2 separate regions of the Zea mays genome follow, and region 2 is linked to region 1. The links are chromatin contacts, called in public Hi-C maps. All regions are on one chromosome and are shown on one strand. Each heading gives the region's core, a stretch centred on a gene start, on an enhancer-like site or on the middle of the called end of the contact. The rest is flanking DNA. Distances are from core to core; before and after follow the strand shown.

What was found. Hi-C and Micro-C count contacts between places; a contact is called where the count stands out from the background.
Region 2: a Hi-C map of ear shows a contact between it and region 1, with 6 times the contacts expected there. The contact joins the promoter of LOC100283185 here to the enhancer-like site in region 1. A contact is called at or near these places in 9 of 25 Hi-C or Micro-C datasets (bundle sheath, ear, endosperm and 2 more).

What each region holds. Positions count from the first base shown.
Region 1 is chr9:114,753,152-114,760,126 of Zm-B73-REFERENCE-NAM-5.0, reverse strand. No RefSeq gene overlaps it. Among protein-coding and RNA genes, the nearest start is that of LOC118473463, 35 kb to the right of the region's middle. Within about 2 kb of position 3,921, at least 19 of the 20 cell types and tissues checked have an H3K27ac peak or open chromatin away from gene starts, as enhancers often do. A contact at or near this core is called in bundle sheath, ear, endosperm and 2 more, where this site is marked.
Region 2 is chr9:114,922,283-114,929,082 of Zm-B73-REFERENCE-NAM-5.0, reverse strand. It overlaps LOC100283185, which reads left to right and starts at 1,952. Exons shown (of 7, transcript NM_001156087.1): 1 at 1,952-2,147; 2 at 2,252-2,317; 3 at 2,491-2,541; 4 at 2,636-2,715; 5 at 6,505-6,549; 6 at 6,672-6,766. The coding sequence starts at 1,961.

The DNA of each region.
Region 1 (6,975 bases), core at 2,672-5,171:
CTAGCATTTATCCATTAATAATGCCATTATCACTTTAGTGTATTTAATTTGCGAACAGTAAACTATGCCAACGGTGCCAGATTGCACCGGCACAGGGATGGTGTAGGGTCAATGCAGCTTCCATCTAGCGCTGAGCCACTGATGCAACTTGGCATTGGTGCTGGCGTGCTGTAGATCAGTTTTCCGTATATTTTGTACACTGCCCCCTTTGTTGTTCTTAAACGTCTCCTATAGCAAAGTTTGATGGCTTTAGTCTTTGTTTAGATGGCTAATTTTTCTTTATGTTGGAAAGCTAAAATTCGACTAGTACATACATTCGAGTGGCATCGACCCAAACACCTTATTAGTTGTGCCTGCTTATTAGTACCACTGTATCAGCTAGTAGCACGTGCGTTGACATTAGTCGGATCAAACTTGTTAGCAAAGTAGGAAACAGCTAGCAGCAGTACTAGTAGATAAATGGCTACTTTGGTTGTTGATGTCCTTGATGACTTTAGAGGATTAATCAGTTGTCCATGGTAGTTTCTTTGTGATTTTATTCACATGATAAGCATTAAGCAATCTATAAAAATGTTGTCAGTCTAAGCAAGAGGTTAGAGCATCTGTCCACAGATTCTTTATGCAAGAATCAGTGTTTCTGTTTTGTCTGTCTATATTTAACATCAGATTCTTTATATATATGGAGAAGTCCGGTTTTGTTCCTGCTGTCCATGATTCAATTGGGAGTCTGTTTCTTACTGTTGTTATGATGACCGCGATTCAGTCCATGATGCCTTCGTTATGATGTTTAGGATTCAGTCCATGATACCTTTGTTATGATAAATTTTCTACCCGCTCAAGTTATGATTCATGTTCTATTTCTTTGTAATCATGTGCATTTTCAGTACATAAATATATGTATTAATAAACCTTTATTGCACTTTTAGTTTGTATTTTCTGTTGGGAGTTTATGGACCTGCTGATACAGTAATTAATATATTATCAAACTATGTTGTAGGAAGAGGAGCTGGAAGCAAGGATCAGATTGCTTGAAGTGTGAAAAAACGATTACTCGCATGCATGGTAGCTGTTGGCGTAACACCCAGCCGGTGGAGAGAATTTAGTTTGCTAGATGAATCGTTATACTTTTGCATGTAATAGAACTGAAATATCACTTCAAAATTTAGAAAACATGTATGCTATTATTTTTATATGTCCATCACAGAAAGCGTGTTCTAAACAAATATATGTTGGAATCCAAACGTATATTTTGAGCTACATATTATTCAAGTTGTCCTGCAATTCTTTTAGTAATCAAATTTCATATATTCTGAGCTACATATTATTTAAGTTGTCCTGCAATGTGCATCATAATCAGTTTATTATTTGTTTCATTAGCATATATTTGTATGCATGTATTTTTTTTTAAACTGCACATAGGGAATACCATCAGACAATATGTCGGCATATAGACTTTTAGCGACACACAAGCCGTCGACACAAGAATATGTCGGCAAAAGTCTGTCCGACGGTAAAGATATGTCTGTCGGCAAAAATATAACCATTGCCGACAGATAGTATGTCGGTACATCTATGGCTGCCGGTAAAGATTATTGCCGACAGGACTTTTGCCGACACACATTATCTGTCGCTAAAACTCTTTACCGACAGACTGTACGACGCTATTTTGGAGTTTTACCATCAGACAGTCTGTGGGCAATAATGTGTCATGGTGTAGTGCACGGCGGTAGCAGCAGCAACAGTGCGTGGCGGCTACATACATACACACTACGTAAATGCATGCACGGCGCGCCAAGCAGTTCCCAATTCCCATGGACTGGTGGACGCGGCACGTACTGTTCCGGAGCATGTCAAGTCTCCTCACGGCGGCAGCGGCCCCCCGATGGGCCGCCCGGCCCGATAGATCCATGCTAGAGAGAGAGAGAGAGAGGAAAAAAAGTGCGTGAAACGGCCAGGCGGCGGGTTAGGTATTTGCATGTCCAGCTCCAGCTGCATACTTCTCTCTCGTAGACGATGGAGGACCGTGCCAGCCAGCAGTGGTCGTAGCTAGTACGTACTGGTGCGATACTACTACTAGTGCCCTGTGTGTGAGTGAGATCGAACCAGAGACAAGGCGAGCAGCTACTACTACACGATTCGTCACGTCGGAGGCAGGGCACACAGGGGCGTGGGCAGCGGTAGCCTCATGCTGCGCCTGCGCATCGATAGGTATAGGCAGCAGCAGCACTAGGAGGAGAGATGAGTTGGTCTTCGCGTAGTGGCGTGGATCCGGTCCGGTCAGTCTTCTCAGACTCGTTGTTCCATTCCATGTGATCGCCCGCTCATGCTGTCGTTTCGTTTCATCGGAGGCGGTGATAAATAGATATAGGTAGGATGTTTAGTACACTGAAAAAGCCCGGGCCACGGCCACCAGATTTCACCGCTGCCGTCCGATCCCTGAAACTACAGAGAAAACCAGTACAGGTTGCTCATGGCCAGTTCGCCCCCCGGCAGTACAAATGCTCGGAGGTAAAATTCAGCGCTGGGTGGGATGGGCCGCGAGCGGAATCCACGCTTCTCGCACGGCGCGCATGCACTTTGCCGACGCGCACGTACGTGTAGTACGTCCGTGCGGCGGTGCAGGAGGAGAGAGGGGGGGGACCGTGCCGGGCCTGGCGCGCGTTGTTGACCGCGGGGACGTCGTGATCCGGATCGATCCGAGGTCGGCCGGGGTCGCGTCCCGGCGTCCGAGTCCGCGACGCAGGAGCATGGGTGGAGTGGAGGGTGCGGGCGGGTGGACTGGACCACGCGCGCACGAACGCTTCGCTTCGCACCGCACCAATCGCTCGCGCCAACGCTTCAGTCCCGGACGTGTTCGGGTCTCGAGCCGAGACCCCCCGACGCGATGCCGTACACCGATGGTCCCTGACGTGTTGCCGGCCAATCACTAGTCGCCCCGCCCGGCGCCCGCACTGGGCAGCGGTGACCACACACACAGAGAAGGAAAAAAAAGACCACACACATGATGCCGCCTACCGGTGATGACACCATGTTATTACTACTTACTAGTAGTACTAGTAGTCCGCACGCATGACGCATGCATGCCTATCTACACCGATCGGCACATGAGCGAGCGAGCGAGTGATTAGGCACCGCTGGGGCCTGGGGCACACGCACTGCTGAACAAAAAGGCAGAAACTGACGACGGGCCGGCCGTACGGTCTCTCTCTCTCTCTCTCGCCCGTTTCAGCGAGCAGAGTTTCGCACGGCGACTATTGGCTATGTCCTGCCGGCCGGGGGGGCTCGACTCTCCTCCAGTCTCCACCCATCCATCTTTTCCTCCGCCTCGGCCTGAGATATCGTTATGGCCCAGCAAGATCCGCGACCTGTTTGCCCGGCCGGCCGGGCCACGGTGCTGGAGCGACGAGCGAGAGAAGGGCCCAAGAATGAGCCTACCACGCACGCACGCACGCACGTACGTACTGTACGTACTTGGCCAGCTGCCGCCGGTAGCGGGTTCAGCTGTACAGTCGTCGCTCGTGGTTATTACGGCGCGTGGTGGTTATGATGATGCTGGCCCGGCCCGTTTACTGTCACACGTGTGGTATGGTACAGCAGCACGGCACGGGGCACACGAGGACCCTCAAGCATTACGCTCACGCATAGTACTCCTGCGGCTCCTTGCTGTAGTGGTAACTGTCACATGCTGCGCCTATTCTTGCACCCACACCACACACAGCTTTTCGAGCTCGAGCGTTTTCATGAACCCGAAAACACAGGTCTACTACAATAGTACAACGGCAACGCAGCGAGCAGCAACTTCTTTTTTTTTTTCCCGCTCGCGCCGTCCGTCCGCGTCTCCAATGATTGACGGGTGCCATGGCAGCCGGGAGCCGCGCACTCGCGACGCCTGGTCCTGACCTGAAACCTGCGGAATCTACCCATCCATCACAAACACCACCACCCGCCCCTGCTGCACTGACCGTCCTGCGCCCCTCTGCCGCGGATGGTCTCGTCCCGACCCCGCTTTTCCCTACACAGCCTCCTGTCAGCTTTGCCACACATGCGACCTAATTAACCAAACCCACCACAGCAGTAGCAGCACAGCATATGCACGCTCGTTTCTCCCTGCAACCGCACACAATCATCGAAGCTAATACTGCACGTCTGCACCCCACACCTTTTTTTGTGTGTGTGTTGTTGATTTCATTTCATTGTCATACTCTGACTCGTATGAGTTAGCAGACTGCTACAGCTGGATAGAAGGTGGTACGTATCAGCTAACACTTGCTTGTTTAGAACTGCTACATTATATGCAGAAGTTGATATATCTCTACAACTTATTAAAGCGATAAGGGTAGACTGCCGTTCTGCCTTCGTTCAATCTGGATCGTCCATCGCTGTTGTTCAATCTGGATCGTCCATCGCCACACTAACCTGCTAGCCGCGGCCTCCTCACCCCGCCCCATCCGTGCGCAAAAAATCGACACAAGCTGACAATACCAAGAGCTGATTACACAAGCTGACTGCTTCCTCTGTAGCAGCAAGGTTTATAAGTTGCTACCGCAACCTTTGGCTGGCCGATATGGTACATTATATTTGCGCTGCGGTACGAGGCCCATCTATCAATTAAATTCCATAAGGCCCATCTAGGAAAAACCCTAGAGACTTCATCCCCGCAGGTAGTCACGCGGCGGCTCTCCTCCCCGCAGGCAGTCGCGTGGCGGCCTCATCCCCGCCGGCGAGCCTCCACTCCCCTCCGCTGGTACGCCTCTATCGCCGGTGGCCTCCCCCTCGGCAGACAGCCTCACCTCGTGTCTTCTCACCAGTCGCGCGGCCACCATCCCGCTGCTCTACGCACCGCGCAACAGTAACTGCTCTCCCCACGACCTATTCCATCCCGAGTTAGCGGACTCCCCCCTACCCTACTCAGGCCCACAACCTCCACTCCCGCACGCTTCCTCCTCTGCAGGACCTCCACTTCGCCTGGGTCAGCATGTATCCGATGATGATAAATGGTGAGCATGCGCGTACTCTGTGTTGCTCGAGAACGCTTCGCCGCCAGAGCTGGAAGAGGTCCACGGAGAGCCTGGACAACCCCATAGCCTCTCGACGCATTGCCAGGTCCGGTAAGTCCTCCGATGTCCCTTTCTATCACCTGCGTTCATGTATCATCTATTTTGTTGAATTAGTAGTGCAACAGACCACTGGAGTGTTTAATTTAATTGTCAAATGTTGTGTGTAGGTAAAGTTCTCCCATACCTGAGGATCACTTGATTTTTTTTTGTGCAAGCCATAAAGACCGGTGAATGTACCATCAAACTCAAAGAACTAAGTAGGTAAACAAACTTTGAGTGAAGCATGAGTCGAATTGGTGCATGCTCTGTTAGTTTTACATGAATTTTTGTTACTTATGGATCAGTGTCGGTTTGTGTGTTTTGGCCTTTCCTGCATGATTATTTTTAGGTGCCACCATGCATTGGTGTATTAAATAGAGCCCGGAGTTTTTGAAATATGTTACTTAGATTGTCATCTTTTGTTGTTTAAGATTGTTGCATACTTCCTTTGATTTACTTAGCCCGGAGTTTTTGAAATCTGTTACTTCGATTGATTGCAGGGTGGAGTGTTGGTTTGTGTGTTTTTGTAGTTTTGGTATGTTGTGCATGAATCTTTTCAGCTGCCATTCTCCTATAGGAGGACTAGATAATCAACTGAGAGCTCTGTTAGTTTGACTCAATGCTTGCAATTATTGTAATCTATACATTGACGATTTGTTGAATAAATGTATTGTACTATATTGGAATTACTACATCATCTGCATGTACAGGTTTTAATCGTTAAGTGATGGATAATATTAGTGGCACCTGGATGTTTTAATTTCTTTTTGGCTTCTGCATGAACATCAGTGCTTTCAAACAATGGTAAATGTAATTTACATAAGCATCAAAGTGATGGATAATTGTCACAGGGGAATAGAGCATTTTGTATAAGGAAAACCGAAGATAGATTGCTAATATCATGCATGAATAAGTGTAGAACTAAGTAGGTATACTGGAGTGTGGGTGGTCAATTGATGACAAGGTTTGTATTAGCACATATGAATGCATGATAACTCTTCTCTCCCCTGGTTTCTGTTTACTGTTCTTATCACTTTCTGATATTTGCTACGTGACACCTTATACAAAATGCTCTATTCAATATTAACTTGCTAACTTTGAAGTTATCATGCATTCATATGTGCATGTAGTGGTGTAGGTGCTATATGCACCTTTTACAAGTAGCCCTGTTTTTATGTACAACCCCATTGCTGTTGGTTTGTTGATGATATTTCTGTTAGATGAGTGATAAGTTTTCAATATACGTCGTATTGTGTAAGTGATAAAGATGAAATTTGGGCAAGCAAGAGTTACAGGAAAAAAGGAAAAGTTGGGTTCCTTTTTTCTCGGAAAAAAGATGGATTCCTTCTTTTTCTTGAACCAAAAATATTGGTTCCACACTTGTGATTTTAATGGTTAGATGACTGAAATTGTGTCTGAATATAGTTAGCTTGTTGAGCCAAAGTCAGAAGATGAAAATACATACTGCTAATGATGAAGCAGAAGCGTGGGGGTTGATGTAGTAATAGTAGTTACAAATAGCTTGAGAATGCAGCTATTTTCCAAGCAACTGATATTATGCATAAAGATAAAGAGATGTTTTTTCCACTGACATGGGCACACTATCAAGTATATTATTTTTAAGAACAATTCAAGTGGCGACATATCATGTATGACACATTCATACATGATTTGTTCTAAATGATTAACACTGCTATAAATGGGTAAAATCAGATTTGTGCTTTAAAACTCTCCAACAGTAAAAATCCCTCTCTTTCTTTAATCTTATTCTCAGACCTGTAAATAGTGTTCTGCTTCCTATCACTAACTGCAGCAGATAGATAAATTAGAATGTGCCAATTCACAAGCAAATAAAAAGGATTTGTTTTTCAAGTATCTC
Region 2 (6,800 bases), core at 703-3,202, 170 kb before region 1:
TTAATCATTACGATACTTATTGATTATAAAAAGAATAAGCATATTGGAGATAAAAACCCGCGGGTAACCCGTGGGTACCCGCAAACCCGATGGGTACGGTTTTGGGCAAAATTTCAAACCCGTCATGGGTATGGGTTTTTTAATGGGTGTAAATATTTTTCACGGGTACGAGTTTGGGATAGCAAAACCCGGCGGGTTTATACCCGTTGCCATCTCTAATAATGGTGGGTGTGCCGCAGTGCAATGGAGAGCTGCTTCATCGTCGTAGTAGTACTAGTTGATCTGATCAGCATATGGCCAGCTGCTCCCATCTGTACTGCAGTTTATGGAGACTCCATGATAATTTGTACTCGCCAGTATAGATGTCTAGACGGGCCACCCGGCACGGACCCGACACGGACCTGTTTCGGCCCGGTACAAATAGGGTCGGGCTAGGCACGACCCGTTGATGCTTCGGACTGGGTCGGGCTGGCCCACGTGCCTAGGAACATGCCCAAACCCGGCACGCAAAGGGAAAAATCGTGCTGGGCCGGCCCGTTGGTCCGGTGGGCCTCAACGTACCGGGCCGGCCACTGGCCCGAACCAACAGTAGAGCAGTATATAAATACATATATTTAACAGAATTAATCATATATCATAACATATTATTTACATATATTAAGACAACAAAATTCATTTATCAATTCACAAGATAATATCATATTAATACAAATATGAAATGATCACTCAGCCTGCGTCTGTATTTATGTATGCATTTATTCTGCTTAGAATTAAATGTATCAATATTTATATATTATGAGAGAATTAAATGTATGTATTTATCAATGCATTTATATTATGTTTGGCTGGACTGTTCTCATGCATTTGTTCTGCGTATTTAGTATTGATCATTTAGCAGGCTGAGTAATGTATATATTTATCTGTTAAATGTATGTATTTATATACAAATATGAAATAACAGTCCCGACCCATTTAATTGAATTGAGCCTGCGCTACACTGCATTTGTGTTCAAATACGCGGGCCGCCGTTGAGCCGACCTATTTATCGTGCCGGGCCGGGCCAAATCACGCGGACCGTCGTATCTGCCCATACCTGACCCGCTAAACGGGCCGTGCCGGGCCGTGTTTGGACCGGGCTAAATTTGTGCCGTGCCACGAATTAAACGGGCGGCCCGCACTCTGTTTGGACATCTATACTAGCCAGTGGCTGATCTGTGCTAGCTTGAGGTGGCCAGCAGACGGCAGGAAAGGCCGTGGCGCAGAAAAAATGTCGTCCATCAAATACTTCTAGGTAACCATCATGCCTGAGATAAATTGGGAAGATCGACATGCCCGACTTCCACCTGATTATCCTATGGTCAAATAGATGACATGCTACCACTTCATGTTTAAACTAGTGTACGGTTCACAGTAAACCGAGCATATATAAAGATTAGTTGGTCATGTTAATGCAACCTTCGCTTGAATCGAGTTTCCAACTTAACACGGCTGCTAATCATTCAACGCTCCCTCATCTGTACCGTTTGCACCCCACACATATTTATGTCCATATATAATGATATTGTTTTGTATCAACGTTCCGTAATCTTGCATTAAATATTTTTGGCTACTAAACGAACTCAGATAAAAAAAACTTTAACTATAAAGTTTAAAATTTTATCAAGCGCTACAACTTTAGTATAGGATGTACCATCAATAGAGATAGTCTAATTTTTTTGAAACAATTAAATCTCAAAATATATGAATTTTAAAATATATATTTGAGACTCTAGATGACTGTAAATAGAAAACATATCCACACCACTTTCATCCCTACCACCATCCAATTTACTTCGGCCCATGAGCTCAGAGTAGTTGGACGGTGGAAGCAGGCCTTAACGGTAGTGGAGGCCCAGTTGACCAATCGTCGAGGAGTCCAGGCCTTAACGGCGCCGACCGCTCCACGTCCGCATTCTGCAGTATGGCTCGCCGACTCTGCCGTCTCCCTCGCCTCTTTCCCCTCGTCTCGTCTGCATCCGCCTCCGCCGCCCCAAGACCTCATCACCTCCCCTTCGCCGTGAACCCTAACCCCGCGCCCCTCGCCCCCTCCTTCTCGTCGTCATCGCCGCCCGCTTTTCCGGGCCCCCATCGCCTCTTCTCTTCCACGAGTATTCCTCTCGATGACTCGATCCTCCTTTCGTCTCGCCCATGCCCCCCTCTCCATTTCGTGCGGCTCTCGGGGACTTACGGCTTTTTGGGTTGGCTGTTTCAGGTGGTTCAAGCATGGTGGTCGTGGGCTCCGCGGACTCCTTCAACAGCATCTTTTCCAAGGTGCAAGGTACGGCGCCGATTTCCTCCTCTCCCATTTCCAAACCATGCTAGATGCTAGTTAGTCCTTGCCTCCTTGGTACGTCTGGTGTTGGGTGACGAATTGGGTCATGGTGGTTCGATGGTTCGTTCGTTCTCTTGTGCCTCACTGGCTGTGAACTGTGATCCCTGTGGATCTTGCAGATGAAAAGCTACCAGCTGTCTTTTACTACACGGCGGTGTGGTGTGGACCATGTAAGTACTGCCTCATTCTGATGCCAGCGTTGCCAAGTATAGGGCTTCATTCATTTGTGTCATAATTTTGTTGTGTGATTGTGCCGCACTGCAGGTAGGGCGATCGCACCTTTAGTATCAAAGCTGAGCAGCCAGTATCCCAAGATACCGGTGTACAAAGTTGACATTGAATTGGTAAGTCTGCAAATTTAGATTTCACTGCTACTGCGATATGCTAGAAATTGGCTGTTAAGTGTTAGCCGTGGTGAGGTTTCTGAAGCAGTGAAGAACACAAACGTAAGTTCACTAACTGGAAGAACACAAACGCGAGTGTGTGTACTGAGAGCTTGTGCTGTGCAATGCCTTGCAGCTGTTCTGGTTTTTTCTCCTATATTATGCAATGCAGTGACTAAACATGCTACAAAGCTGGAGGTAATGGTGATCATGTCCCATGCAGTGGAGTGTCACCATGGCGCGCACGATGCCCAGTCTTCCTGGTCGTGCGCACGCAAGACTTGCTCAATGGCTTGAGCATCTAGGAATGGATAAACATGCCTAAGTCTATCAGGGTGCCTAAGTCTATCGGGATCTGGGGTTTATGCAACATTAAGTAAGCACTAACGTATGGGAATATTAGTATGCAAAGTCGCAGTTTGCTGCTTCTTCATCACCGCCACATTTACCACTAGTCCACTATACCAGTTTTAAGATCTCTGCTATACAGTCATAATTGCAGACTGGTGTGGTATTGTTTCCGATGCTTAACCAGTTAACCTCTAACTATTGGTTCTGACTAACCGATTCAGGTTACATACTGCCTTTCTAGCATCACAAATTTAAATTCAGGTGAAATCTGTGCAAAATTAGATTTAATGTTGTTACTACATTACTGAAGTTGTTCACAACCAGGTTGCCTGTTATGCTATGAAGCATGTATACGGAAATGCATATTGGTATCGAGCGGATACAGATACACAGATGTTTTAGCATTTCTTAAATAAATAAATAACTGTGCAAAATAAAATTCTAAAACCAGGAGCAGCCTAGAAGGAAACAAGAAACATTGAAATTGCCACCGTTTGCAGTTTTGATCACCAGTTACTAGTACAGACCTTCAAATGAATTGCTTATGATGGAGATGGACAGATGGAGGATGAACCACCACCGGTGATCAGCAGCCGCCAGGCAGATCTGAAGAGGAGGGGGCGAGAGGGAAGCCAGCCGCCAGTGCAAGGAACTGAAGAGTCGTGTGCTACGTGAAGGGTTTAGAGGGGGGCGGGGTTGCCGTTTTCATATGCCTTATAGTCAGGCCGAAAATAGGCAGCCCAAATAAAACTAAACTAATTCTGGTCGTTGTCTTTTCCAAGTCGGATGACTAATCAATAATCATGATTACAAGCTGATTAGTCAGACGATTGGACGACTAGTAGCCCTAATCGTTACTTCCAGTCCGACTTGGCCGATTTAATCATGATCGAACGACTTTTTTCTCTCTCAACGTACAGGAGAGCTGCGCATCATTATATTAAGAAGAAATAAGAAGGTCCAAAATGGACCCAGATACAAGAATTCCCTCCTAAAGAAGTCTAAAGCAAAGGGTCTCTAGATTTTTGTCAAGTTCTACCGGCAAGAAAGGAGAGACCCTTAGCTTCAGCCATTTCTCACGACTTGTAACCAATTGTGCGAAATTAGATTTTGTTATGTTTGATCAATGTTGTTACTACATTACTGAAGTTGTTTAGAACCAGGCTGCCTGTTATGCTATGAAGCATGGATACCGATATCGGTATTGAGCGCATACATATACACATATGTGACATTTTCCCCAAAGCCCGATAGGTAGATATGTTGTAGCATTCCTTTTTTTGAACATAATGGCAGGAGCTCTGCCTTTCATTTAAGAAGAATAATAGAATTGGCCCAGTTTTAAGGAAAATCGGGCCTGAAACCTACAGAGGACGTGATTGGTTGTTGGTTGCTGATGTGCTTGGCGTGAGCCAGCCTAGGTCGGTAGAGAAGGCCGCGCGCTCGCGTCTCCGCCCATGCAGGGTTATGGGTCGTTTCCTACCTAGGCTGCGTCCGCCTGTGCAGGCTACGCCGATTAAGTACAGGTAACCAATCATGGTTTCAAGCGTGGTCAAAGCACGCGCCGGGCCTGGTCGTGCCCGCTCGGGCAACCAATCACACCCAGAGTGCACAAGCAGCTCAAACAACGATAATCTCCCGCCCCCCAACTACCACCACCACCACACAGACACCCCCATCCAGAGTCAACGTTGCCGAGCTCAACACAAGGGACAAGCAACTTCGACTCCTCAAGACGGGCCGCACATGGCCAAGGGAACACGACGACGCCTACATCGAAACACTAGCACAGAAGGAGGAAGACCATAGTGCGTCGTGGTTGCCAAGCCTCAACACACATTTCTTAAATAAATAAATAACTGCATATTAAAATGCTAAAACTAGGAGCAGGCTAGAAGGAAACAATAAACATTGAAATTGCCACCAGTTGCAGTTTTGCTCTTTTACAACTTAAGTACAGGACAATTACCGATATATAAGCCACATGTCTCTATTTTGGAAGTGGAGAATTCGGCCACTATTATTAATGGATATTGTTGATGTGTATAACTTGATTGCCTACTTTCTCGTAACATTTTAAGCTTTTGGGTTGAATTGGTTGGTGCATGCAACTTAACATGGTATCAAAGCCAGAGGTCTCAAGTTTGAATCCTGGCAGAGGCTTTATTTGTGCCTTTGTCCCCTTATTTCCACGTTTGCGCCTTTCTCTCTGGCTGTACGTGAGCGGGGGTGTTGAATTGTATAAGTGGAAGTGGATTGCCTACCTTCTCCTAACAGCTTAATCTTTTAGGTTGATTTGGTTGATGCATGCAACTTAACATACATGACATCGAGAGGGAGGGATGGCAGGCCACAGTAGCTATTGCTGCTGTTTGGAGCTTGTGTGGAGAGCATGGGGAGAGGTAAAACGAGGGAGATGGTGGAGGGACTGATCGTAGGTTCACCTTGGTTGCCCTGTGGAGCATGGAGTTAATGACCATTGCACCCAGTGAAGAACACATGGAGCTTGGCCGAGTCTTCGCTGGCTCACCATCAAGAAGTGATACAGCCTGCAAATTGCAGGTGGTGGGTTGTAGCACTCTCGCAGACTAGAGGGCGGGGATCGATACATGCACGTCTCTGGTACATCCGCTAGGGCAACAGCAAGGAAGGCATACTGGGACTGGGCAGTATCCGAAATCAGGGTGTCATGTATCGGAAGTCATTTTTTATTTTTTATTTTTCATATGGTGTTGATAGCTAAAGGGGCTCTAGCCTAGTGGCTAAGGGCTTCCGAGTAGCACCTTCAATTCATGGGTTCTATCCCCCTCATGGGCGAATTTTCAGGCTTGGTTAAAAAAATCCCCTCGTTGTGCCTCATCCGCTCTCGGGTTACGATGTCCTGTGCGCCACCTTCCGGTTGGGCCATTAGAGAGTGGACGGTTGACGCTGGCCCGTTAGTGATGGGGGTCAGGGTTCAGGGATTTTCTCAGCCGGGACCATTGTTCCGGTCTCTTCTTAATATAATACCGGGAGGACGGTCTTCCCTCCTCGGCCGAGTTTTCATATGGCGTGGATTTGTGTCCACCGCATAACCAAAGTGTATATGTATCGGATCATATGGGATACGGCCTCCCCCTTAAATATACTTAGTTGTTATGTAGATGACAATTGTTTATTAGGTTTTGGACTAGAACCATGTCTATAGTGGTTGTTTTCACATCAAAATGAATATTTTTTTAATACAATGTAAACTGAAGTTCCATTGGTTTCCAGGAGACCAGGACAGAACTCATGCATTATAATAAAACAAACAACATATTTGAAACTGTCAATTTATTCTTACTTTGATCTTGCTTGTTGTGCTATTTATATTGTTGATAATGTTTTTTTATTTATTGTATTCGCTTTGCATTGCAGGAAGGACTGGGAAACAAACTCCGTGATCTAAACATATGTTCAGTGGTAAAAAATTAATTTATCAAACTTAAATTCATGGCATATTAATATTGTAGTAACTTTGATCTTGCTTGGTGTGCAACCTCCAACGATATGGCGGCATTGATATATGTTCGCCTCTTCCACAGCCGACGTTCCACTTCTATCACAAGGGGCAGAGAATTAGTGAAATCGTGGGTGCTGATGCAAAGAAAATTGAAGCTACCATGGAAAGTCTCCACAAGTAAGTCCTTTGACTAACCCCTCATTTTTGTCGG